Regions from separate parts of the Mus musculus genome. Here region 2 is linked to region 1. Evidence: chromatin contacts called from public HiChIP or PLAC-seq data. All regions are on one chromosome and are shown on one strand. The core of a region is the stretch at or near the end of the contact, and the rest is flanking DNA. Distances in the headings are between cores, read along the strand shown. Region 1 overlaps Prickle2 (prickle planar cell polarity protein 2). Region 2 has its middle 98 kb from the start of Gm22312.

Evidence for each region. HiChIP or PLAC-seq counts read pairs in DNA pulled down with a chosen protein or histone mark.
Region 2: an H3K27ac HiChIP or PLAC-seq map of embryonic stem cells shows a contact between it and region 1, with 2.9 times the contacts expected there. The contact joins two enhancer-like sites. A contact is called at or near these places in 1 of 115 datasets of contacts at active chromatin or transcription factors (embryonic stem cells) and 1 of 9 other capture datasets (embryonic stem cells).

Annotation. Positions count from the first base shown.
Region 1 is chr6:92,492,789-92,498,050 of GRCm38.p6, reverse strand. The region is part of intron 2 of Prickle2 (prickle planar cell polarity protein 2); the gene reads left to right. Among named protein-coding and RNA genes, the nearest start is that of Gm38862, 91 kb to the right of the region's middle. Within about 2 kb of position 2,225, at least 6 of the 459 cell types and tissues checked have an H3K27ac peak or open chromatin away from gene starts, as enhancers often do. A contact at or near this core is called in embryonic stem cells, where this site is marked.
Region 2 is chr6:93,604,642-93,609,903 of GRCm38.p6, reverse strand. No RefSeq gene overlaps it. Among named protein-coding and RNA genes, the nearest start is that of Gm22312, 98 kb to the right of the region's middle. Within about 2 kb of position 3,298, at least 8 of the 459 cell types and tissues checked have an H3K27ac peak or open chromatin away from gene starts, as enhancers often do. A contact at or near this core is called in embryonic stem cells, where this site is marked.

The sequences.
Region 1 (5,262 bases), core at 976-3,475:
AACTTGTCTAGCTTCACACACACACACACACACAAACATGTGTGTGTGTGTGTGCAAAATGGGAGGTAGGGGCAAACAGGCAAGCCAGGAATAGACATATATTTATTGATTTTAACTTAAAAAAAAAACCTAGTCCCATACAGCAGGACTTCGTTTCAAACAAAAATAAATGATTTCCCTTCTGCAGCAAGCTATTAATAGCTGTAAAGGAATATTTAAGGTTAAGAAGAGAAGGCAGACTCCAGAGCAGCAGGTTAAAAGATGCAGATGCCACAGCTGTACTTGGTTTTCTTTGTCTCCATCAGTCACCAACCACAGGTGTGACAGTCTCACTGTGCTGTAATCAAAACACAAATAAGTTATGTGGTCCCTAGCCCCAGCTTCTGCCAAGGTCCTCCCTCCTTCCAAGGGAGCTAAAGCCTCGGGGGTACAAGATGCTCACCTCATCAGTGACTGGTACTACCCCGACAGCCTGCACCACGGCCTCAGCCTCTGAGCTCCCTGCATCCCTCCACCCTCAGCCTATGCAAGGTAATGGCTACAGAGGCTAAGATGAGTGCCCTCATTAAAGCAGCTGGTGTCAGCATGGAACTCTGTGGCCTGGCTTGTTGTCAGAGGCTCTTGCCAGTGCCAAATTGGAGGTCTCATCTGCACTTGGGGTGGAGGACATAGGCCTGGTCCAGCCACAGAAGCCTCGCCTACAGGCAGTTCTGCCCCCTCTGGGGACAGAAAAAAGTGGAAGCCAGAAGGAGGCATCTAAAGGGTCTGGTGACGTGGGTTTGGTGGTTTTGACTAAACCTCTTTGTTAATATGTTCAATAAAAACCTAAAGCTGTCTTGCTTTGTTTTGTTTTTAAGCTGTGTGGAAATAAAAGGATGTGGTGGTTTAGAATTTTCATCCTATGAGTGTCACTGGGAAACAGGGGTGCCATTGCGAAGTTCTTAGTCTCATTAAATAAAGGATTTAGAAATAGATTTAGAAGTCCGGAACCATCTTATTAGAGTGTGAAAGAAAAGAAGCTCTTTTCTTTTACCGGTAGGTGAAAATTTCCTGCTGCCGCCAGAAAAAGATCTGGAGAAAAGTTATGTCTTCAAGTTAGGGATGGAGGAGAAATAGAGGCAGCCTGTTAAGAAAGGAAGAAGTACCCCCAAGACTAGAAGTGGGCTCCTAAGATGAAGAAAGAGCCCTAAAGCATCTTTGATACCTGCCCCTTCCCGCTTGGATATCTGGGGCTTCTTGTCCTGCATATCCCTTGGATGATGCGGGGATACAGACGGCTCCCCAGCTTCTGTTGCAAACTGCCTTTCCTCATCTGTTCACCTTGATGTATTCTTTTTTTTTCCTCTGTTGCTACTCTGTCACATGAAGACATCATCCGCTATTAGATCTTATGACCAGCCATAAACCAGGCAGCAGATCCTGAGCATTTAACCGTCCATTCACTTAGCCAATCATTATCAAAGGACTTCGAAAGGAGCAGCTGTGAGCCTAGTAAGCAGGCCCTGGAATGGATGGCTTCTCACAGAAACTCCTCCGTAGTTACAGGAAAGGAGATAGATCATTAAGTGGAAGAAACAGTGGCCTGGAAGTGTGCTATGTCTCCCCTGTGGCCTAGCTCCAAGAGGACAAGAAAGGCTGAGATGAGGTCTCCAGTGGCCTTTTATGCATTAACACAGTACTAGCCTCTCCCCAGTTTGTGTAACATAGGCTTTTCCCAGCATCTTCCCTCAGCTGCCAGTTCCACCCTCCTTTCTTATGTTCATCTTTGGAGCATCCTCCTGTTCGGTTCTCCTGCCCCAGGACTCCTGCATGCCTTGCCTTTTAGAAAAGAAGGCGGAATTGAACTGACAAGCAGTCTAATTCCACAGTGAGGGCATAAAGCAGCCAGCCGGAGTGAGTGAACTACGCTAATGCCTCATGAACATTGGGTTTAGCTTTCAAAGCGGCAGTGTGAAGACCATGGTAGACCCTTTGATTGACAAAACAATTTGCTGAAAAGCATATTAATACATATTTTAAAAGCAACCATTTAAGGCTTCTGGAACATTTCCTAAAGGCATGAAGCCTGATAATAAAACATCTAACCAAGAAAAACTACTAAACCTTGCAAGGTGATAGATAGTCTGTGGCATTTGAACTGTGATTCGCTCACCTGGCTTTTCCCATTGTAACACAGATTAGTGTAATGGGAACTCTACAAGTATACAGCCAAGAACCAGAAGTCTAGAACTATTGTTTTATTTTGGGCGGGGCAGCTTTAAGGATGGACGACACCCTGCCCTTGCAAAGAAGCCTCTCTTTCATCAGAGAAAAGTTTTAGGCAATTCATTGCAAAAGGTACCTTCAAGAACAATAGAACAATCAGTTAGCCATGAATACTAGCTAACAGCTAACTGTGAAACCAGTAAATACAGACCAGTGCAGTTGCTCAAGCAGACTGTGCTCAGGCCCTCTGCCAACCACCACTGCAGGAGAAACAACTCCATTTAACTTCCCGAACCAGTCACTGAAAAAATAAGCAGACAAACAAAGGATAAAGGGGAGGAGTGGCAGTCACAACCATCACAGTATGTAAAATGTCCATTGCAACTAAATAGTTTCCATTTGTAATTTTGAGAATTTCCAACGGAAGTACTGTCTTTATAGTATTCCCACCACCTGTCTCCTCCCAACAACTCCTCCTATGTCCTTCCACTCCCTTTCAAATTCATGACCTCTTTAATTATTATTGTTTTACACACAGACACAGTCATTTATCATTGCTCTTATATATGTGTGGGTCAGGCTCACCACTTTGGATGGGATAATCCATTGGAGGCTTGCCCCTGGAGAGGACTGAGTCACCTCACTCAGCAGCCATTAATTCCCTATAGCTTTTCCTCTAGGGATGGCACTTTTTGAGATTTCTCCCATTCATGTTGGCAGGCCAACTGGTATTGTCATTGTGCAGGTCTGTTTGGCAACTATATTGGTTACCCTCTATAATCTAAGTAGCACTCTTGCACCCTTGGGGATGTCTTGCCCTGCTGGTCGTCACTGTACTTTGTGGGCTTCACTGATAACTGAGATTATTGATTGCTCTCTTCCCATGGAAGCTGGCCTACCACCTTTGGATACTATAAGAGCTAGTCCACCGGGCATAGAGGTCAGTTCTAGCTTGATTCCTCCAAACCCTGGGTCCAAATTGTATAATGTCTTCAGCAGTAGTGTCTTACTCTACCGTAAGACAACCAAAGGCTATAATGACAGCCTGTATTGTTTTGGAGGTTTCTTGAACTTCCCTGACAAACGACTCAAAGAGTGGTTTCCCCTGACTGGCACTGGAGTTTTTGTTGATAGTCTATGACTCTTGGAGAAATATTGTTACTCTGTGCTATAATTTTATTTAAACTATCTATCTATCCATCTATCTATATACACATATATACTTTATATATGTGAAAATTTAAGCAGACATGAAATAATGTAACTTCAAACTTCCTTAGCATCTTCTATCCCACTCTCCTCCCCAAAAGCATTATTATCCCAAGTGTACACTTCATACATATATATACATATGTGTGTGTGTGTGTATATATATATATATATATACATATACATATATATGCATGTGTATGTATGTGTGTATATAAATGTGTATATATATGATAAATGTATATACATATTGCATGTATTTTAAGTAAACATAAAATATTATGATTCCTATTGCTTTTTCAGTCATCCATAGAGTTCTTTATCCCTCCTCCCTTGCTTTCTCTCTGTATTGAACTCTTTTGCCTCTTTTCAGTTGAAGTCCCCCCATTTTCCTATTTCCCCCTTCATAGCACCTACATCCTACTAACCCCTTATCTAGAACTCTCTCCAACACACACAGACATACATAGACATACACGCGCGCACACACACACTCTGAGTCCCTTTTTATTTGTCTGGTTTCTGACATCAGTTTGGTTCCACATTCACATCTAAAGCACTAGGGTCTGCAAAGAAGGCAGCACATGTGGCATTCGTCTTTCTGGGCCTGGATTGCCTTACTCAGTATCATATGTTCTAGTTCCACCCATTTACCTGGAAATTTCTTGATTTTATTTTTTTCACTGGTGAGTTGGATTCCACTGTGTGTGTGTGCGTGTGTGTTTGTATGTACCACATTTCCATTATCCATTCCATCAGCTGAAGGACATTTCAGTTGTTTATATTGTATAGCTACTGTAAGTTGAACTATAATAAATATGGCTGAGCAAGTAAGTATCTGTGGAGTAGGCTACTGAGTTTGGGGGACATTGCTGAATGACAGTCTTTGTCAGCTATACATTAGATAGAAGTTAATATTCAGAATATTAACATAAATAACAGAGTAAGATCAGAAACGACAATTTAATTAGATTGTTTCTTGATTTTTCCTTTTGAGACATCTCTGCTTAGATACATGGCTCACTTTTTAATTAGATTGTTTCTTGAGACTTTCTAAAGATTTGTTTACTGTTGATTTTAAGTTTGATTGCATTGTGGCCAGGTAGGGTACATGGATTTATTTTAATTTTCTGAATTTCTTAACAATTGTTTTATGTCCTAGGGTGTCATGTGAGAAGCAGAACATACGTTCTTGGGGTTTGGGCGGAAGACTCTTGTTAGGTATCTGTTAGGTCAATTTGTTACACCATTTAATTCTGAAGAGGCTTATAACTGGTCAGAGTGCTGCAAAGAAATAGCTGTTTAATGCTCAGCCACAAATGGGACGCTGAATCACCCCCTCAAAGACCCAGGGAACCTGGCAGTAGAGGGAGCAGAAAGAAGAGAAGGGATGGAACATTGTAGAATGCTGTCTTCTAGGAGGAGGGCTGTGGCCCTCTTACACTCACAGCAGCTTTGACAGCCTGAAAAAGACCTGTGTGGGAGTGGGCCTGTGAGTAAGATGCCATGGAATACCATGGGGGGGGGTGTTCATCAAGACCTCCTTGCCCTGCAGATCTAGAGGCAGTGGTGATTTCTAGGGAAGAAAGCAATTTTTTTTCTAGTGTTGTAGTTATCAGTAAGAGTCTATGATTTTGAAAATAGCTATGATGAAAATCATTAGGTCACAGACAAACAAAAACCCCTAAAACCAGAAAAGGACAAGTTGAGAAGAGGAAGAGGCCAGCAGAAGTGAGAGGGACAAGAGAGACTACAAGTGAGAGTGAAAGCAAATAGGTGAAACTCATGCGTACAGCCAGGAAAGTGTCATAGTCAGGTCTCTGGGGTGCCTCGGGAATGACACACTTA
Region 2 (5,262 bases), core at 2,049-4,548, 1.1 Mb before region 1:
ATAACAATAATAATAATGGGACATTCATAGAGGCCTCAACAAGAAAGATAATTAGACCCATGTCTTTGGCATGGATGGGATTTTATTCTGTGCAGGCCAGAATCCCATCTCTCTGCACTCAGGTGCTGAGGTCACAGTCATGTGTTGTTTATCATGTTCTCTGAAATGCACAGTGATAGTTTAGTTATTATGGGAATTGTAGGAATGTATGCAGCAAGTTACATTTAATGAGTTTTGAAGATTTATTATTTATTTCCTTCCCTATTTTAAATGTCTTCTTTTTTTTCTCCTAAAATTTTTACTTAGGATTTTTATGCTTACTACTCATCTCACACATACTAAATGTGCCTTTTTCCCCTAAAAGGTAATAATTTTATTTCTATTTCATCATTATTTGACTGATATATCCCTGAAAACAATAGAAAACCAAAGTTTCTAACATTACTTACCCAAGACATCTTGTTCTTTAAAACATATCTGTTTATTGTGTGTGTGTGTGTGCGTGCGTGTGTGTGTGTGTGTGTGTGTGTGTGTGTGTGTGTTTGTGATGTACATGCATGCCTGTGTATCTGTGTGAGTGCATGTGCATGGGCAGAGGCCAGAAGGGGACATTGTGTGTCCTCCGCCGTACCCTGCCCATTTCTTTGACTGGGTCTTGCCCCAATGTAGGAAGCCATTTCAGGCTGTAAACAGGCCATCGAGAAGGAAGTCTGCTCCAGGTAGTAAACAAGCCCATGTTTGGTGGATGGCCCGCCCTTAATCCCTGATTGGCTGAGCAAGCCTGCCTGGTGAGGTGATGTGACCTGTGGTGATTGATGGGGGCGTGGTTGTGGCTGGAGTGGAGAAAAACACTTGTAACTAGAGAGGCTGGGGGATTTGAAGAAAGTAGCTGCCTGAGTAAACTGCTTAAAGAAGAACCGGTGGTTGTGTCTTTCTTGCTGGTCAAGTGGGACGCGACACCCCAAACTGCAGCCTTTTTATTTATTTTTTCCAGCAAACCCCAGTGATCCTCCTTACAGCTGACATAACAGATATGTATGGAATGGCTAGTTTGTTATTGGATGCTGGAATCTGAACTCCCATCAGCTATTGCACAGGAAATGCTTTCATCCTCTGATACATCTCTTCAGAGCCTTAGCAGTAACTTCCACTAACCTTAAGTAAAAATATTGGTAGATAGCTTTACAAATGTCTTTCTTTTTCTATCCATGCATATGCCTACATTATACACATGCAACATATATGTACAGTAACATATATAAGTAGATAAAATATATTATGTATACTTACATATAAATCTATAAAAACAAGACATCTTATGTGTCAGAGTGAGAAAAATAACACTGCTCTTTACTGAAACTACATATGTCACTCTTTCTTTCTCTCTCTTTTTTAAAGTTAATTCTATTTTAATGCTATATTTTAAGCTTTCAGTAGGCACGCTGCAATCTGTTTAACCACAGTGTTTAGGTATAGAGTAAGGGGCTAGCAGGGAGGAAAGGATCTCCCAAAGAAGAGGAAGTAGAATATATGGCTATTGGAGGGGGATGGGGGAGATATTGGAATGGGAGGATTGACAGGAGCAGATAAGAGAAGAGGTGGGTACAGCAGTAAATACAGGGAGGGACGACTAATACTACGGACCATTTGAGGGGTCATATGGAAACTACTACTATAATAGAAGCATCTTAAAAATATATGCATACATGACTAAATAGAGACACCAAGTAATGGGGGAGACAAAGTCTCAAGTAGACATCTTTCACTATCAAGGGAGTTCTCCAGTGCTTAGAAAAGAATTATATCAAATTGAGTTGAGTTGTTGCCAAAGGGGGTCCCATGGAAACCCTCAAACAATTCAAACATTTTGAAGGCTATTTGTTGCTACTGTCCACAAATTCATACTAAGACCTTATTGCCAAAGACAACATTTACATATCTCATTGAACATGGAGAAGTTGAGTTAGTACCTATTTAGAGCCTTCAACCCTACTGACTAGTGTTCTTGGTACTAGAAGTTATTCTGCACAACCCAGCTACAATAGCAGCCTGCCTATATGATACAGTACAACAGTGGCATGAAAGTCGTGTGAGTAACCAACCACTATCTGATTTGATTTAAGGCCCATTCCATGAGATGGAACCCATGACTGACAGTATTCAGGTGGCCAAGAACCTGAGACTAACTAGGTCATTGGCCTAGGGTAAAATCAACTACTATCATTTTGGAAAAGGAACATAACAATAAAATGACTCCTCATGGCATATTGCTATACTCATAGATCAGTGCCTGCTCAGCCATCTTCCTCTTACAGTAGACAGGAATTGATATGGAGATTTACAATTGGATAATGTGCAGAGAGTGAGAGACCTTGGACCACTCAGCTCTACATGGGATATATTCATCAAATCTTTCCCCTCAGGGCTCAGGGAACTATATAGAAGAGGAGGCAGAAAGACTGTAAGAGACAGAAGGGATGAAGCAATCTCCAATTGATAATTGCTTGCAAAGGGAAATTTAGTTTTCTCTAGTGGTTACTGGGTATTCAAATCACAGTTAAGGTCAGGCCCCATGGCCAGCAGTAGATGGCCAATGCAAAACAAACTCAATGTCATTTTAGGAGTTGTTGTTTTTGTTTTTGTTTTGTTTTGTTGGTTTTTTTTTTTTTTTGCTTGTATATTGATTTTGTTTTTTTTTTTAGGGTTTTGTGTCTGGTTTTGTGAATGTGTTTCTTGTGGTACTCTCCCACCCCCACTTGCTCTGGTCCGATTTGTTTTTTATTTGCCTGTTCATTTTCATAAACAAAAACCAACAAAAAAACGTTGTTTTTTGTTGGATGGGTGGGGAGGTGAGGGAGGAGAGATCAAGATCAGAATGTATTCTATGAAAAATATTTTCATAAAAATATGATTACAAAGCAATTGAAAAAAGTTAAATTCATTTTAGACTGATACATAAACACATAAATCATGCATATTTATGAGTAGCATGAGATGTTTGGTAATATATGCATTGTCCCATGCATCTGTGTCTTCAAATACCTGCCATTTCTTTATATAAAGATTTTTAAAAAAAAAAAAACCTGACCTTGACCCTTTATTACAGAACAGCACATTATTTTCTTCTGTAGCCCCGCAGACCTCCTTAGTCCTATGTAACTATAACGTAGCATCTACTGACAAGCATTTCCCCACCCTGTTTCCTTTCTACTCTCCCTGGCCTCTTACAAACACCATCTTTCTGGTGCCTTCTATAAAACCAACCTCTTTACCTCTGTGTGTACGTGACAGCACACACCCTTTGCCACTCTGTGATTGTCTTATGTCACTGAACATAATGATCTAGCATCATGTGTGTTATCACCCAGGACAGAATTTCAGCCTTTTCTGGCTGAATAGCATCCCAGCATCCCATTGTGAATTTGTACCAGGTTTCTTCCTCCACTCGTCATGTGACAGACGTTTAGGTTGAGTTTGCTATTCAGCTGTGATGAGCACTGTTGTAATGCACCTAAGAGAACTGTGTCCCCTTGCTGTGTTGTTTGGATACATACAAAAGAATGGGAGAGCCTGGTTACATCTGGCTTGATATAGTTTTTACAGTCTCCAGACAGCCATACTAACTTACAGTTACCCCAACAGTGTGGCTGGGTTTTTTTCCTACACACACTCACTAGCCTTTGTTATCAGCTCCATAATACTCACTGCTACAGTGAGGTGATGTCTCCTGCTACGCTCTCTGGTCGAGTCAACTGGACAAGCCGAAAGGCTTAAAAGTCACTCATGAGGCAAAAGAGTTTCAAGGAAGCTCTCCTCCTGGAGTCTAGTGTTCTCTACCCATACATTAATTTTTCATTCCCAAGTTCCATTACCGCGCTAGTCTAGAGTATGGATCCACGTGCTCTCTTTCAGTATTTTCCTATAAGTGCTCTGACATGGCTAAAGCCTTCCGCCAGTGTTCCAACAGTCCAAGGGTGTCCTTGACCAAGATCAAGGGTTTAGAATTCAGCAAGATTGTAAAAGCTAAGTCACTCCCTTACACAGGAATTTACCATCACTTAAAAAGAAGGAAGTTTCAGACCAAAGGAAAAACCAGAATAGATACTATAGCAGAGTTACACCCATACACACCTATTTACAATGGCCTAAGGGGAAGGTGGACTATACAAGAGACTAAATTAGGAACTGTGGCAAGGACGCGAAGCCCTTGACCCTGGCTTCTAAGATTAGTGAATTTTAGGTGGAGCCCTTGTTGATCCCAGCTGTTATCAATGTATTCTATCCTGGGTGGTTCCCGTTAGACCTTTTGTGTTTACATTCCTCTGTTTTATGTAAGATTCCGGTTACCTCAATTGTACCTTGCGAATATGTCACCCAACTTCCTTATTGTCCTCTGCATAAAAAGTCTGATGCTCGAGTTGTAAAATTACATTCAGATTCCACACAAACTCTCCTGCGTGTGTGTCTGTCTGTCATTCATCCACGCTTTGCCCACCCGCATCGAGAGACCCCGTTCCACGCAGACATAGGGACCCAGAAGGTCTGCGGCAGTCTCCATATAGTTTAACTAACGTTTCCTTCACAGGGAGTGACAGTGAATATTTTGCACACACCTGTTAGCCATTTGCAGGCCTTTACACAATCATTTATGTCCAGTGCCCACTTTCTAATGATTTGTCTGCTGTGCCCTCTGTTGAGCATTTTCCCCACTTTGTAGGCTGCTTCCTCACCATTTCCTGGGCTGCTCCAGGGCTTTGCGTGTGGTGCGCTCTCATTAACTCATTTTCCCCTCTGCTTCCTGTGATTTGGGGATTTTATGCCAAAGGATCCTTTCCTGTTCTGATGGCTTTATGGTTGCTTCTAGTAATTTTACAATTCCAGTTCTTACGTGTAATTCTTTAGCCCAGTGGTTCTCAATCTTTCTAATGGTGCGGTCCTTTAATATAGTACCTCATGTTGTGGTGACTCCAACCATAAAGTTATTTTTGTTGTTATAACTACAGTTTTGCTACTGTTATGAATTGTAATGTAAATGTTTTTGGAGATAGAAGTTTGCCGAAGGGGTCATGACTCACAGGTTGAGATCCGCTGCTTTAGTCCATTCTGAGTAGACTTTTGTGATTGGTGGGTGATAAAGGTCCTTTCTTTCTACTATCTATGGGCATACTGTTTTCCCAATACCCATTATTAAGAAGCTCTCCTTTCTCAAGTGCTCATTCTTAGCGCCTTTGTCAAGCCAGTGGACTATAAATGTGAATGTTT